Linked DNA regions of Sus scrofa: all the other regions are linked to region 1. Evidence: chromatin contacts called from public targeted proximity ligation data. All regions are on one chromosome and are shown on one strand. The core of a region is the stretch at or near the end of the contact, and the rest is flanking DNA. Distances in the headings are between cores, read along the strand shown.

Region 1 (2,700 bases), core at 41-2,540:
CATCCAAAGGAGAGTTATAAGGAACCATTTAAGTAATGAAATTGAACTATATTTGAAACTGAATTGGACACTTTTTTTCCTATAATTTAACAGTTGTGGTTTTAAAATATGTCCACCAGGAGTTCCCATTGTGGCACAGCAGAAACAAATCCAACTAGGAACCATGAAGTTGCGGGTTTGATCCCTGGCCTCGCTCAGTGGGTTAAGGATCTGGTGTGGCCCTGAGCTGTGGTATAGGTCGCAAACATGGCTCGGATCCTGCGTTGCTGTGGCTGCGGTATAGGCCAGCAGCTATAGCTCTGATTTGACCCCTAGCCTGGGAACCTCCATATGCTGCAGGTGTGGCCCTGAAAAGCAAAAAAATAAAATAATCAAATATGTCCACCAATTCTTTGCTATGTCCCCCTTCAAATATGACACCTACTACTACTTCCCTTGAATGTAGGTCAGGCTGTGTGTGTGTGTATCTTTTTAGGGCTGGCATATGGAAGTTCCCAGGATAGGGTTCAAATTGGAGCTGCAGCTGCTGGCCCACACCACAGCCACAGCAACCCGGATCCCAGCTGCGTGTGTGACCTACACCACAGCTCACAGCAAGGCCAGATCCCATATGGGTCAGACTTACTACCTGTTTCCAATGAGGAGAACGTGGCAGAAGTGTTTCTCTATAACTTGCGAGGCTAGATCATAGTAAGGACAATTTCTACCTGGGTCTCTCCCTCTTGGATCATTGGATTACTCATTCTGGGGAAAGCCTGCCACAATGTTACAAGGACAGGAAAGCTGTCTTGTGAAGAGGTTCATATATGGAAAACGCAGGCCTCTCATCAACCAGCACCAACTAGCAACCAGGGAGGCAAGCTGCCTTGGCAGCAGATCCTCCAGCCCTAGACACGGGACTACAGTCCAGACAATGCTGACTGAAACTTTGTGAGTCCCAGGCCAGGAATGCCCAGCTAAACTGCTCTCAAAGTCCTGACCCACAGAAATGAGAACTGTTTATTATTGAGTTCCTAAGTTTGGGGGAATTTTGCTACACAGTAATAGACAGCTTATACATGGGTGAAAACTCCAGAAATCAGTAAGAGACCTACATTTTCTAGGCATACTCAAACTGTAGTGAGTTAGAAAGTGTCCCTGCTGCGTATGTGTGTGTTCCTATTCTGGAAAGTATGTGGTTTCTTATTAGGCCAAGAACATGAGGAAGGGGAGAACACAACTAGCCACACTGTAGTGTTGTCTAAGGGGAAAAAAGAAAGCCACTAAGGAGGAGGTGGATATATTACAGACTCAGAAGAAACTGCAGGGAACTCAAAAACAGGAAGTGGCAGTTAGACCCAAGATGGGACTGAAGTTAAGGGAGAGAAAGCTGTCAGGGCCAAGTATCCACTGAATCCGGCTCTTTCTCTCTGAGGCTCCAGGACCTACTGTTTCCTAGTCACCCTCCTTCAATTAGCTGCATTGATCTGCTTCTCTTTTGAGAGCAGCTCCCTCTGATTACTGGCCCCCAAACAGTGGCATTGGCTCTGAAACTTACATGACACCTTACAAGTTCAATGCTCTTACCTAAATGACCAAGTCTCAATTAAAAATAGAACCATCATATGATCCAGCAATCCCACCTCTGGGTATAGAGCTAAAGGAAATGAAATCATTGTCTCGAAGAGATATCTATACTCCCATGTTCACCAAAGCACCATTCATAGTAGCCAAGAGATGGTGTCTGTTGATGGATGAGAAGATAAAGAAAACGTGATACACAAATACACCACACACAACCACTCAATGGAGTATTATTCTGCCTTTAAAAAGAAGGAAATCCTGCCATTTGTGACAACATGGATGAACACGGGGGATATTAAGTAAAATAAGCCAGACAGAGAAAGACAAATGCTTCATGATCTATCTCACTTATATGCGGAATGTAAAATAGTTGAATTCAAAGTATCAGTGAGTAGAATGGTGGTTACCAGAGCTGGAGGATTGGGGAAAACAGAGAGATACTGGTCAAAGGATACAACTTTTAATTATGGGATAAATAAGTTCTGGAGACCTAATGTACATACAGCACTGGTGACTATAGTTAATAATGATGCATACTTTACTCTGCTGAGATATTTCAAGCATTCTCACCACACACACAAAAATGGTAACTAAGTGACATGAGGTGTTAATTGTCTTGGTTGTGGTCATCATTTCACAATGTATACATTTATCAAACATCACACTGTACACCTTAAATATATATAATTTTTATTAGTCAATCATACTTCAATAAGGGGGGAGAGAAAACATATGACCCAGTCTCTCAAAGTTCTGATCTAAATTCTTAGGAGGCAGAGTCTGACTCGGCTTAATCTGGTATAGAGTGGATTCAAACAGCGGTAGGCAATGAGATAGAGAAGATACCTGTATTACCCTGTCAACACTCTCTAACAAGTGTAGCAAATTTTATAAAGAGAAAGGACAAGGATAGGGAGGAACTTTCTGACAGACAAAATGCTGGCATCAGAGTGTGTGTGTCTGTGTTTTTAAAATTGCATGAACTCTTCACTCGTGAGCCTGCTAACAGCCACAATACCTTTGGCCTCCACTTCACCTCCATTTGAATCACCCTCCTGAATACGCACATCTCACACTGCGTATAGTTCTGCCACATGCACAACACGCAGTGCCACCCTCCCCAGCTTAGCTCTGACC
Region 2 (2,700 bases), core at 71-2,570, 170 kb before region 1:
CAGTGACAACATGAGATCCTTAACCACTAGGCCATCAGGGAATTTCTTTCTTGGTAGGGAATATGTGTATATTTTATATTAATATTTAATACTATTAAATTAAAAAACAAATTTTAACATTAAAAGTATTTTCTCTGGAATTATTTTCATCATATTACTGAGACTATAATATTATGGGTAACTCAATGGAAATAAATAATTCACTAGCAAGTTAAACAAACAGGCGTTTCTGTCGTGGCACAGTGGAAACGAATCCGACTAGGAACCACAAGGTTGTGGGTTCGATCCCTGGCCTCGCTCAGTGGGTTAAGGATCCGGTGCTGCCATGAGCTGTGGCACAGGTGGAAGCTGTAGCTCTCATTTGACCCCTAACCTGGGAACTCCTATATGGCGCAGGTGCAGCCCTAAAAAGCAAAAAAAGAAAAAGAAAAAAGAAAAAAAGGTTGAAAACAACAAAAAAAGTTAATTTAAGAAGACAGAGCAGCAGAACGGCCCAATTTTTACCTCTTCATCAGGCCTTAAATAAGACTTTAAAATCTCATGAAATTTTTACTCCATTTCTTTGAGCTACATTCTATTAGCCTTTCCCCCCACTTTCAGATGCATATAAAATACGCCCTCAAAGCCTGCAGAAGTGCAGGGAGGAGTTCCCACTGAGGTGCAGTGAGTTAAGACTCCAACTACACTGGCTCAGGTGGCTGTGGAGGCCAGGGTTTGAGTCCTGGCCCAGGAACTTCCATATACTGTGGGTGTGGCATTAAAAGAAAAAAAAGAAAGTGCGAGGAGTGGATGCAGGGCAGGGGTGGGGGGGGTGGCACCCCTTATTATCCGCTGTGTTATGTGCTATGTGCCACTCCAGCATGATCCTCTGGACTCCGGCGTCCACTGTCTGCTCAGCATGGGGTCCCCAGTCCGCAAGCTGGGTGAGCAGGACAACCACACGCTCCCTGCAGAATGTAGGTGTGCCGCCCTAACCTCCGGGTGTTTCTGCTGTCTCTACTCAGGAGCGGTCAGCTAACTAAAGTTCTTGAGGTGTAAGAGGCGGCCCTGGGGATCTGTACCCCCAACAGCGCTATGGTTTCACTTCCTGCCATTTCCCAACATGCCCTCCAGCCACACGAAAGTCGTCATCATTTCACACCTTCACACTGTTCTCTCACCACCAGCCTGCCCTGTGCACAGGTGTGCGTGTGCACACATACATACACACACACACACACATCCCCCACGAGGGAGAGGGAGCACAGGCCCTGTACTGGAGTTCTGTCCTGCCTTTACCATGGTCTCCGTGTCCCATTTCCCAAGTCACTTACGCCCTCTGGCTGTTAGTTTCCTGTCTGTGGAAGGGGAAGAGGGATCACACCCATCTCACAGAGCTGTCAGGGGACGGAATTAGTTCACATGCCCCAGTGCTCTGTGCCCGCACAGGGCAACCCCTCAATAGGACAGGATTATGCTGAAAGCACAGTGATGCAGTTCCCAGCCTCGTCTGCAGGCCTTCCTCCATCCCGATCTGCAGCTACCCCTCCGTAGAATACACGTGAGACAAAGTGCAAGAAGCAGTGCCCCTAAGGCTCCATTTCCCTGTGTGCTCCAGAGCCAGCATCCCGCATCCGGCAGGAAGTTGACAGGAGATAGTGGTCCAAAAAGTAAGAGAAAGGCTACATATCACACCTCCCTGGGAGACTTGAAGCACACATGAGCATATTAAAAGCTCTGAAAAGTATCTCTAAGGAAACTGGTTTACTTTCATTTAATTCAAGGTTCCTAAACTTAGTTGACCATGGAATTTCCCCTCCCACCCACCCCCCAATCTATTAATAGCCGGGGGAACTCACACTTAAGGAAGTGCTATGCTGGGGCCATTGCAACTCCTGAAATGAAGTTAGAATCTCTATACCTTTTAAAGTGTAACCCAGAGACAATCTCAAAACAGGAGTGAGCTAATATTGGCATTTGTATACACCTATTACTGTTTAGGATTTATGATTTTGTTTGTATTAATATTTTGCCCTTGCCAGTCTTTTCATTGCATAATGCGGTTATTTAAGACGAGTTGTTTTCCCCAAAGTAGTTCTTGTAATAATAACGTTAGAGTCTCAACATTCTTTGACGACCTTACATCTACCTAACAAGGTAACTGACAGCCACTATTTTGATTATAATTTAATCAGATGTGTTTAAATTTTAACTTCTACTACCTTTGGTGGTTCTGGTATTTCTCTGAAGAACTGTCTTCATATTTTTTCCTATTCTGGCTCCAAAACAGTCCATCGGGTGGTCTTTCATTTAAATCCAATAAAATAGAGAGTCCAGGAAATGTTCTCAGAGAACAGAGAAACTAGATAATCCGAGGAAACTCAAACTTGAACTCCATTTTGAACTTGTAGGTCATCATTTATATAAATAATGTAAGTAATCACAGAGATACTGAACATTTCCTATGGGACAAGCATCGCTCTAAGCACTGTAAGAGTATTCATTCAGTCTTTACAACGGCCCGAAGAGGTGGTGCCTTGATTACGCCCATTTTACAGATGAGGAAAGAGAGGTTCAGAAAGACACAGGGTGGCAATTGGCAGAGCTGAGACGGGAGCCCAGCAATCTCAATCGCTGTGCTAAAACCATGTCTCTACATACCACAGAATTAATTGCAACGCTCTCTAGGATGTGGGGACATCCCTGCTGACACCTCTAGGG
Region 3 (2,700 bases), core at 130-2,629, 220 kb before region 1:
TGTTTTTGTATTTTAAAGGTATCCTAAGGGGATGCAGCCACACTTAAGAAAATAACCCTGAAGATCTGTTTACATTTTGAAAGTGCCCCCCCCCCCAAAAAAAAGGGGGAGTGCCTCCTGTGTTCAGTGGGTCAAGGATCCGGCATGGATCAGTCCCTGGCCCAGGAATTTCCATATGCCATGGGTTCAGCCAAAGAAGAAAGGAAGGGAGGGAAGGAAGAAGGAAGGAAGGAAGGAAGGAAGAGAGCCAGCTAATTTTCCCATACTCCCAGTTTATCACTTTTGTGTGTGTGTGTGTGTGTGTGTGTGTGTGTGTCTTTTTTTGCCTTTTCTTGCCTTTTCTAGGGCCTCACCCGTGGCATAAAGAGGTTCCCAGGCTAGGGGTCTAATCGGAGCTGTAGCCGCCGGCCTGTGCCAGAGCCACAGCAATGCCAGATCTGAGCCATGTCTGTGACCTACACCATAGCTCATGGCAACGCCAGTTCCTTAACCCACTGAGCAAGGCCAGGGAGCGAACCCGCAACCTCATCGTTCCTAGTCGGATTTGTTAACCACTGAGCCATGACGGGAACTCCCCAGTTTATCACTTTTTTAAGAAAAGGGTTTTTCCCAGTATCTTGGATGGACCATGGTAGCAGTGAAGGTGGACGGAGGGACACTGTCAGGGAAGCTGGGCAGTGGACCGTGCTGCCCCCTCCCACTCAGGAGGGCTGCAGGGATGGAGGGCTTTAATGAAAGAAGAAGCAGAATAGGGACTTCTCAAGGCGGCCGAGGGTCTTCTAGGGTGTTTGTGGGCTCAGAACTAGCATCTGTCATAGTCCAGGGAAAGGCTGCAGCTCCAGGGTAGGCTGGAGGAGAGTGGGATTTCTGCCCTCAAGCTTTGATTTTTTTTTTTTTTTACCCTGATCTCTTTTCCTCTTTTGTGGCCTTTCAGTGTCACTCTCTAGCCCTTTTCTGATGGGGGTTGGGGGTGATAATCTGCCTGACTTGTATGTCTTTGGCTTTGGGAACCATTTAAAGGTTTTCGGCTTTTGTTCCTCCCTTCCTGCCTGGACATTATGCCTCTGACGGTAAGAAGGGGCACGGGGAAGCTGAACAAGTCCTAAAATAATCCCTGGGGCCCAGGGATGCCATGCAGATTCCCGAGATCCTCCTATGTCTTCATTCTCTTGAATACCCAGATAAAATGTGTTCCTTCACTGAGACATTCGGATACATTGTTTGAACAAAGGAAACAGGGTCACTTCAAAATGTCCATTATGTGGTAATCAATGCCATTCAGCCTGTGGTGTAATTAATGAAAACACTGGCGACAGTCTGCCCATTGTCTGTCCCTTGCGCAACAGGAAACTGCAGATGAATACGGAACTGGAGAGGGCTTACGTAATTCCAGAAGGACCCAGAAACCCCGCGCAGTTGTGACTGATATCCTCCTCAGTGCAGGTCTGGCCTACTGAGCAGGTTCCTATTCCCAAAGGACAAGGAGGCATTTGCTCAGTGTGACCCTGCCGTTTGATTTTTGACATCAGTTCGTGATAGATTTTTGTTTTCCTTGTGGCCAGGAATGGTGTCTTGAGAAACTTCTAAATCACAGTAGTGACACAGTTGTAATTCGTTTGACAAGGGACAGCTAGCTGTTGAAATGGAAGTGTCTCTGGCCATCTCTTGTTGCTGGCACAGCTGACAGCAGCATGGTTTGGGAGCCCTTCGGCCAGAAGAACTGGAGTTCAGCCCTGGCTCTGGCAGTGCCTGCTGTGTGGACTGACCCACTCGGGGGGTGGCCTTCCTCTGGAAAGTGAGGGGCGTGGGATTGAATGATTTCTGAGGACCCTTGCAGTGCTAAAATTCTGAATTCTGAGCCCCCTCAGTGAAGTCAAGGATTATGAAATGCTTGCACAAGTGAAAGGTCAGAGTACAAAGTGTACAACAAGTCTTTGCCAGTGAAAATGTCATTAAAGTTTATCTGCTACCAAATATTTTATTCCCTTTAGTCTCCTCTTAGGTTATGTTGTATGAATGTTCATGTTATGTCTGGCAAGTTGTTCTTTTTGTTATTAAGAAAATAAATAGTGGGGTTAAATTAGAAACAAAAGTATCCTTTCACTCTGCTGGAAAACTATAAAACTTCCCATTTATATTCATCTGTCAAGGATTTCAGAAAAGTGTTGAACACATTGCTCAAACTGGTATGTATGTAGTTGAAATGGTATTTGAGCTAGTGAGCTCTGTTGAAAAGGTAGATGGAGGAGTTCCATTGTGGCTCAGCGGTTAATGAACCCAACTAGTACCCATGAGGATGCAGGTGGGATCCTTGGCCTTGCTCAGTGGGTTAAGGATCTGGCATTGCCATGAGCTGTGGTGTAGGTTGCAGACTTGGCTTGGATCCTGCCTTGCTGTGGCTATGGTGTAGGCTGGCAGCTGTAGCTCCGATTTGACCTCTAGCCTGGAACCTCCATATATATGCCTTGGGTGTGGCCCAAAAAAGGAAAAAAAAAAAAGATAGATGGAGATTAGGCAAAAAAGCACTATTTTGAATTCTGTCTTCACTGTTAGTATGAGCTGTAGGACCCTGGACACGTTTTAGGATCTCTGACTCCCTGATTCTGCAGCTCCAGTAGGAGAAAGGTATTTTCCCTATAGGATTGTTGTGAGCAATAGGGATAATATACATGGTGTATATAGTACAATGCCTGACATTTA

The links.
Region 2: a targeted proximity ligation map of alveolar macrophages shows a contact between it and region 1. A contact is called at or near these places in 4 of 47 Hi-C or Micro-C datasets (embryonic fibroblasts, epiblast stem cells and liver) and 1 of 2 datasets of targeted methods (alveolar macrophages).
Region 3: a contact with region 1 is called in a targeted proximity ligation map of alveolar macrophages. A contact is called at or near these places in 1 of 47 Hi-C or Micro-C datasets (embryonic fibroblasts) and 1 of 2 datasets of targeted methods (alveolar macrophages).

The regions. Positions count from the first base shown.
Region 1 is chr5:59,757,656-59,760,355 of Sscrofa11.1, reverse strand. The region is part of intron 2 of GPR19 (probable G-protein coupled receptor 19); the gene reads right to left. Among named protein-coding and RNA genes, the nearest start is that of GPR19, 9.2 kb to the right of the region's middle.
Region 2 is chr5:59,931,476-59,934,175 of Sscrofa11.1, reverse strand. The region is part of intron 3 of DUSP16 (dual specificity protein phosphatase 16); the gene reads right to left. Among named protein-coding and RNA genes, the nearest start is that of DUSP16, 63 kb to the right of the region's middle.
Region 3 is chr5:59,981,805-59,984,504 of Sscrofa11.1, reverse strand. All of the region lies in intron 3 of BORCS5 (a long non-coding RNA gene), which reads left to right. Among named protein-coding and RNA genes, the nearest start is that of BORCS5, 90 kb to the left of the region's middle.